2 separate regions of the Oryctolagus cuniculus genome follow, and region 2 is linked to region 1. The links are chromatin contacts, called in public Hi-C maps. All regions are on one chromosome and are shown on one strand. The core of a region is the stretch at or near the end of the contact, and the rest is flanking DNA. Distances in the headings are between cores, read along the strand shown. Region 1 holds the start of IQGAP3 (IQ motif containing GTPase activating protein 3). Region 2 overlaps MEF2D (myocyte enhancer factor 2D).

What was found. A called contact is a pair of places that touch in the nucleus more often than the background predicts.
Region 2: a Hi-C map of an unstated tissue shows a contact between it and region 1, with 2.3 times the contacts expected there. The contact joins the enhancer-like site here to the promoter of IQGAP3 in region 1. A contact is called at or near these places in 2 of 6 Hi-C or Micro-C datasets (skin fibroblasts and an unstated tissue).

Annotation. Positions count from the first base shown.
Region 1 is chr7:42,190,413-42,193,925 of mOryCun1.1, forward strand. It overlaps IQGAP3 (IQ motif containing GTPase activating protein 3), which reads left to right and starts at 1,576. Exons shown (of 38, transcript XM_051858542.2): 1 at 1,576-1,744. The coding sequence starts at 1,708. It overlaps LOC103350040 (a long non-coding RNA gene), which reads right to left and starts at 2,636. Exons shown (of 3, transcript XR_007924216.2): 1 at 1,960-2,636; 2 at 1,567-1,690; 3 at 1-822.
Region 2 is chr7:42,275,447-42,278,959 of mOryCun1.1, forward strand. MEF2D (myocyte enhancer factor 2D) reads left to right here. Exons shown (of 13, transcript XM_070077525.1): 7 at 1-35; 8 at 1,625-1,815; 9 at 2,213-2,233; 10 at 3,473-3,513. Among named protein-coding and RNA genes, the nearest start is that of MEF2D, 21 kb to the left of the region's middle. Within about 2 kb of position 1,700, at least 2 of the 8 cell types and tissues checked have an H3K27ac peak or open chromatin away from gene starts, as enhancers often do.

The sequences.
Region 1 (3,513 bases), core at 326-2,825:
ATTGGAAGTGGAACAGCTGTGACTAGAACTGGCGCCCATATGGGATGAAGGAGGCAGCTCAATGCTGGCCCCTGCCTGGGTCTTTCTGGCCCAGGGACCCTTGTCCCAAGCAGAAGTGAGGAACCTCATTCAAGATCTTCCTTTCCAGCTGGGAAGGGGGTTTCAGCCCAGCTGTCTAAGGGCATATCTGCCCGACTCATTATCAACGGTTCCTTCTCGGCATCTTGTTCTGGGGGCCCTCCCAGGAAGCAGGAATAGGACCCCCATGGCCAGGAGCCCCAAGCATCCAGATTCTCTCTACTTCTCTCAGCTGATGAGAGGCAAGGGGAACCACTCCTTTTCTTCAAAGAAATATCCACTCTCTTCAAACCTCTTCCTAGGCAAGTTTGCCTCAGCCTTAACTTGTCTGAGGGTTCTGGGTTTGGATCTTTCCCTTTTTATTTCTATTTTTTAAAAGTTTCATTTATTTATTTGAAAGGCAGAGTTATAAAGAAGCAGAGGCAGAGAGGTCATCCATCTGCTGGTTCACTTCCCAAATGGCCACAATGGCCAGAGCTGGGCCGATCCGAAGCCAGGAGCCAGAAGATTCTTCTGGGTCTCCCACCTGGATGCAGGGGCCCAAGGACTTGGGCCATCTTCTGCTGCTTTCCCAGGCCACAGCAGAGAGCTGGATTGGACGTGGAGCAGTTGGGACTCAAACCGGTGTCCATGTGGGATGCCAGCACTGCAGGTGGTGGCTTTACCCACTGCACCACAGCGCCGGCCACGGGGTCTTTTCCCTTTTTCTGCCCTGAGGCTCAGCCTAGGCTGCCCGCTGTTTGCCTGGAGTTGGGAGGAAAGGTAAAGGGAGCAATAGCACATGGGAGAAGCCCATGAGGGAATCCGCAGGGCTGTTCAGGCCCTTCTCTCTCACCTCTGCCGCCACTGGTCTCTGCTCCTAGTCCCACCTCTCCAAGCCCCTGTGGGAGGAGGGGTGCTCCCGGAACATCAGTCTGACTCACCAGCGCCTGAAGTGTTGCTTGCTTATCACACCAAGCCCAGCGCCTTCGCGTGGCACCCAAGGCGCCGCAGGTCCCAGCCTGCACCTTTGGGCCTCTTTCCTGCCCTGCCTGACTTCCGCTCACCCCCAAAACTGAGTGGAGATTAATCCTCCAAACTCACCTCCTTGCCCTGGTGCTTGCTGTTTCCAGTGATAAGAACGCCTCTGACCTCCAACCTGACAAAGCCTCCTTCACTTTGCAACCCTGAACGGCTGTCAGCTCCACTAGGAAGTCATCCCTGCGCTTCGCGGCTCTCCGTGACGTCATGGCCACCACTCCCCTCCCCCTGCGCCTCTCTGCCCTCTACTTGATTTCACTGCGCGTGGGAACAGCAAACTTCTTCAGAACATTCACTGCACTTGTGTACCTCTGCATGTGTGCCACGTAGTTTAATGCATTGCACCACGTAGGCCCGGGAGTTAGCGGGACCCAGAACCGAGCAGGGGTTAACGGGAGTATTGGGGGGAAATGACGGAGGGAAGGGCAAGGACTCGCTGAAGTAAAGGGGTTTAGCTTTTCTGCACACCTGGGCGGCGGTCTCTGCGGCCCGGGACTACAAATCCCAGGACTCTCTGCGCAGCGGACCGGAAGTGTCTTGTCCGACCAAGGCGACGGAGAGGGGCGGTGGCCCAGCGGCGGGAGATTCAAACCTGGAAGAAGGAGGAACATGGAAGGGAGAGGAGCGGGCCCGGGCCCCGCGGCCTGTGAGTGCAGGAAGGGTCGGAGGAGGGTCCGCGGTGGTGCCGCTGCTGGTGGGGGAGGGTAGCTTGGCTGCCTTGGGGGAGGCTGGGGCGGCGGCAAGGGGCTGTGGGACTGTGCTGGGTGGGGAGGGAGCGCTGGGTCCCGGCCCCCGCGGGCCCAGGCGGGGCTGCCAGCGGTGAAACGCCTGCTGACCCCCAGGCCGCGCGTCGGAGCTTACCAAGAGCGTTCTCCCTGATTCCCAAATTCCGGAGCTGCGGGGTGAGGAGAACGTAGGTTGTCTGGCCGAATCCTTACAATGCTGCAGTTACTGATGGCTTCCATGCGTGCCCAGCGCAGCCACGGGACCTGCAGCGACCCGGGCGCACCCTGGCGCTTTGCACTGCGCTTTGAGACAAAGCCTGTCAGACTTCAGGCGCCGAAATTCCCTGCGGCTCTCAAACTACAGGTTCCTTGAGTCCTAGCCGCGTTCCACCGTGAACTGCATTTATGGCAAGCACTGCTGTGAGGCTTCCCCAGGGGGTTGGAGTTCTAATGCAAGCAGTCCTTTCCAATAACCCTACCTGAGAGAGACCGGAGCTGGGAGGGTGGAAGGCATAAAGGTTTCCGTTTGCTAGTCTGACCGGAGTGACGTCCGTGTCCAACCCTTGGTGGAAAGAAAGCTACTCTCAGGCATGACGACGGTTGGAAGATCGTTTTTTGTTGTTGTTGTTCCCCTTTGAGACTGTGTGTGTGTGTGTGCAAAGCCCCGCCCATCTCTCACAGCCCTCGATTCATAACTCTGAAGTGATGTCACTCACTTACCGGTTTATTTTCCATGCCTAACAACCAACAATTGTTGCTTAGCCTCCCCCTCAGAGGAACTGATGGATTTCCTGTGCTTTCCCATCTGTAGCTGGAGATGTGTGTTTTAACTTGCTTAACCGCCAGTTCAAATAAGCCTTGTCTCCCTCAAATTACCCTGCAGGACATGCAATAGAGGGAAATAGGATAAAGACGCAGAATGGCACTAAGTGCTGAGTCAAACACAGATTGAGCAACCTGGCCCTTTGCAAGCCGTCCGACTTTTCTTTTCTTGGGGGGTGGGGGGTGGGGGAGTGTCTGCATAGCTTTCTCTTGCCCTGTTTCATTGCAGTATTGCCTCTAATTTATTTAGTTTCAAGATAATTTTCCTCCTTGGGTGAGCTATGCCTAAAATGATAGTGAAGGTGCCCATGTGAGCTTTTAAAATTCTCTTTGTCCTTCCACTTAATCCCTGGTGGGCGGCAGTGCCTTCTGTTGCACTGGCTTCTCCTTCTTTCTGCCTGTTCGTTCTTGGAGCCCCGGCTCATAGGTAGAAGCCTCTGCCTCCTCTGTAGATTGAGGCCAGGACTGCAGTCACGCTTACCCTCTTAGGGTTGGAGTTGTTTCCATACATTTTTATCTCTTATTTAGTTCTTTACTTGAGATGCAGAGAGCGAGCGAGCAAACTCCTATCTGCTGGCTCACTCCTCAAATGCCTGCAATAGCTGGGGCCAGGCCAGGCTGAAGCCGGGAGCTAGGAGCTCAGTCTGGACTTCCCTCATGGGTGGCAGGGACCCAGTGAATTGAGCCATCACCTGCTGCCTCCCTGGGGGCACGCTAGCGGGAAGCTGGAATAAAAGCAGAGCCAGGATTTGAACCCAGGCACTCTGATATGCACTGTAGGTGTTCCAAGCAATCCCTTAGCTGTTGTGCCAAACACCCACCCCCACATTCTTCTCTAATAATAATCTGTGTTTTGTGAGAATAGGAG
Region 2 (3,513 bases), core at 450-2,949, 85 kb after region 1:
CACCAGCGCGAACGGAGCCTGTCCCAGTCCCGTCGGTGAGTGCCGCCGCCCTTCTGCCTGGCGGTGGGCAGGGTTGCCCCTCCGCCCCTGGGACCCGGAAGGACTTAGAGCAGTGCAGAGGAAGAAGCCAGGGTCCGAAGTGCAGGCCCCTGGACTCTGTGGCCTGTGGCAGTGATGGGTGTGGATGAGCAGTAGAGATGTAGGCTCGGGAATTCTGGGACACAGAATGAAGCAGCATTCCCAGTTGGAGGAGAGGATCTAAGGGCTTCCAGCGAGTGGGGTGCTGGTCTTGGGGGGGTGATAGTGCCTGGTGCTACGTGGACCACTGTAAGCACGGGCCGTACACACCCACATCTGTGCGTTCTCGCTCTGATGCTGACGGAAATAACTGTAAGCACACACGTGCAAGCCACAGAAGAAGGGCAGCTGCCCTGTCCCCCACCCTGCAGCCCGCAGTCCCGGCTGTCCTGTGCTCCTGTCTGTTTTGGTGGCTGACTGCGAATGTCACCGCTGACGTCACCTGACATTCTTGCCATTCTCAGAGTGATCCGGGAATGGGATGGAGGCAGCCACACACTTCCAGGGTGACTGCGTGCTCTTGGGGAACAGGGCAAGGTGGCATTTCTGACTCTGGCTGCCCCCGCACCCTCAGCCCTCAGAGTCCCCCGCCCAGCCTCAGTCGTCGGGCACTGCTCGTGCGCTGGGGTCGGGAACCTGGGAGAATGGGTGAATCCCCTCCCACTCCAATGAGAGCCCCAAAGCGAAACTTGCAGGCCTGGCCCAAACAGGGATGCGTGTAGGCCCTCACGTCCAGCGTGTGGAAGGCAGGCGAGGGCCCCAGCTGTGTGGCCCTGCACGGATTGTTACACCTCTCCCAGGCAGGCTGAGCCAGGGCTGATGGCACCTGTCCTGGCCGTTCTGCAGGTTATCGTGAGGATCAGATGAGATAGTGCATGTGTGTGAAAGGCCTGTGGAGATGGCGGAGCGCGGCGCTCATCGCTCATCGCTGCCGGTCGGCTGCTGCTGGTGGCCGTGTTAGCGGTGCTTAAGTGCCAGGAGGCCTGTCGCCATGGCCAAGCAGCTTGTTTCCCCTGGCCGCAGGCAGCTCGCCCGTGTGCTGCAGATAGCAGCCTCCCCAGCCGACGGCGTAGGGAGCACGCCGAGCGGTGGGTGGCCGGGCTCCTCAGGGTGGCTGATTCCGGCTATCGCCCCTTCCCCGCGCGGCCGTCCAGTCCTGTCCAAGGCAGATTCTGGGCGCTGAGAGCGCTGGACTGAACAGGTGCCAAAGAAGAGCATAACGCAAGGAGAGGCCCAGCCGTAGTAGAACCTCCCGGCCAGCACTGGGCCGGAGGTCACAGCCGCGTTCCCTTTGCGGCCTCGGAGCACCCAGGCCTGTCACGGGTATCTCGGGGGCAGGGCAGTGAACTAGTGATTCGGGAGTGAGGGCTCTTCTTCCTTCCGTTCCTGCAAGACTGGATGGCTTTAAGGACACCAGCTCAATGCCCACTCCCAGCCCAGGCGCAGCTGTCAGAGGTCCCGGGCGCTAGGGGCGGGCGTGGACAAGGGCAGGCACTAACGGGGAGGCTGTGGTCTTCCTCCTCCCCTCCTCTCCTCACTTCTCCAGGGAACGGCTACGTCAGTGCCCGGGCTTCCCCCGGCCTCCTCCCTGTGGCCAACGGCAACAGCCTCAACAAGGTCATCCCTGCCAAGTCTCCACCCCCGCCCCCCCACGGCGCCCAGCTTGGAGCCCCCAGCCGCAAGCCCGACCTGCGGGTCATCACCTCCCAGGGAGGAAAGGGGTTAATGCATCACTTGGTGAGTGGGGAGGGGGCAAGGGCAGACCTGCAGCAGGAGAGGCAAAGGTTAGCCAGCTGTTAGGACTTCCCGGGGGAGGGCTCGCCCTTCCCAGAGAGCCTTCTGATGTTGGAACACAGAAGTACCAGCTAAGGGACAGGAGATGTGGGGAAGGTTCTGTAACAGGGAGGAAGACGGAAAGGATTTATCAGGGCAGCAGGAGGCCTGGGATTGGGAGGTGAGGATTTCCTGAGCGGTGGAGATGGGGACGCAGTCAGGAAGACGCCGTCCGTCCAGGCTGGGGAGCACCATCCTTCCCTGGGCCAGGAGGTGGATGGAATGGCGGGAGGGACGGAGGTGTGGGGGAGGGCGGAGGCCAGAGGCTGAAGCCTGCCCTTGGTTTTGTTTCTGCTCTCAGACTGAGGACCATTTAGACCTGGTAAGTGAGGCTGTGACACGTTTGCTCTGGCTTTGAATTGCGGCCCTGCCCGCTGCTCCGCAGCCCCCAGCATGGAGGACGTGTGTGCCCTGTGCTGTCGCCTGCCTGTGTGCATAGTGGGTGTGATCTGGTTGTTTGCCTGGAGCTGTGTTCCGTGCCAAGCGGGATGCCGAGGTGAATGGGGCGGGGGTGAGGGGAGGCATGCACGCGTGTGTGGCCGTGTGTGGGGTGCCTTATGTGACATTGCATTCATTCACACAACCCTTTCTCTGTGGCTGTGCATATGTGCAAGGGGGAGAGGGCAGCCCCAGGCCTCCAGGGTCCCAGCCCTGCTGCCCAGAGTAGCCCTCAGATCCCACGAGAGCCCTGGGACTCTGCTCAGGCCCACAGAGATGCCAGCTAGACAGTAAAGTGGGTTTCCCAGGGGAAGCTGAGGCCCAAACCAAGGCCGGAGTGGGCTTCTCCGTGGGGGCTTCCCCACCTGCCCACCTGCCCGGGCTGCCTCCTGCCCTCAGCCGGTCTTGTGGGCACTCAGAGGTGTGGGCAGCATCCACCCCGGCCCCGGCTGGCCTCACACGTGCCCGCCCGATCTCAGCCTAGAGTGGGACAGGGGCTCCTCCCTTCCCAGCTCCCTGACGGGAGGCCAGAAAGGCTGGAAAAGGCAGGCAGGCTCTGGCGGCCAACACGGCAGCAGTTTCGCCCCAGCGTGGAGTTGGAATAAACAAGTGACTCAGCAGCAGATGGAGCTGACAGCCCCACACACGTGTGTGCATACACGCAGGCACAAGCCACGCCAGGCCCCGCACGCCCCTCCCCAGATACCAGGGTGCTTCTGCTGGGACGTGTGCGGCAGTGCGAGGGCTGGAGAGGAGACTGCAGGGGTACTGGCCAGGAGAAGAGGAGGGGAGGGAGAGGACCCTCCTCTTCTCCCTGTGTCCCAGGAGACTGTGCCCAGTGTTGGTGTTGGGCCCCTGGGCAGCAGCCGGGCCTTCCTCTTTGCACATGTGTAGGTGTGAGTGAATCTGCGTGTGCATGGTCCTGTCCGTGGACTGCGGCATCTCTGTGAATGCACCAGCCTCCGTGTGTGTGTGTGTGTGTGTGTGTGGCTACGGGGCCTCCTTGCTAAGGCACCCCACGTTGGCCTTGGGATTCCAGGTGCCAGTTTAGCCTTGGGATGGAGGGCCAGCATAAAGCAGGCCACCCTTCTGCCACCTCCTGACGGACAGCTTTCTCCCACAGAACAATGCCCAGCGCCTTGGGGTCTCCCAGTCTACCCACTC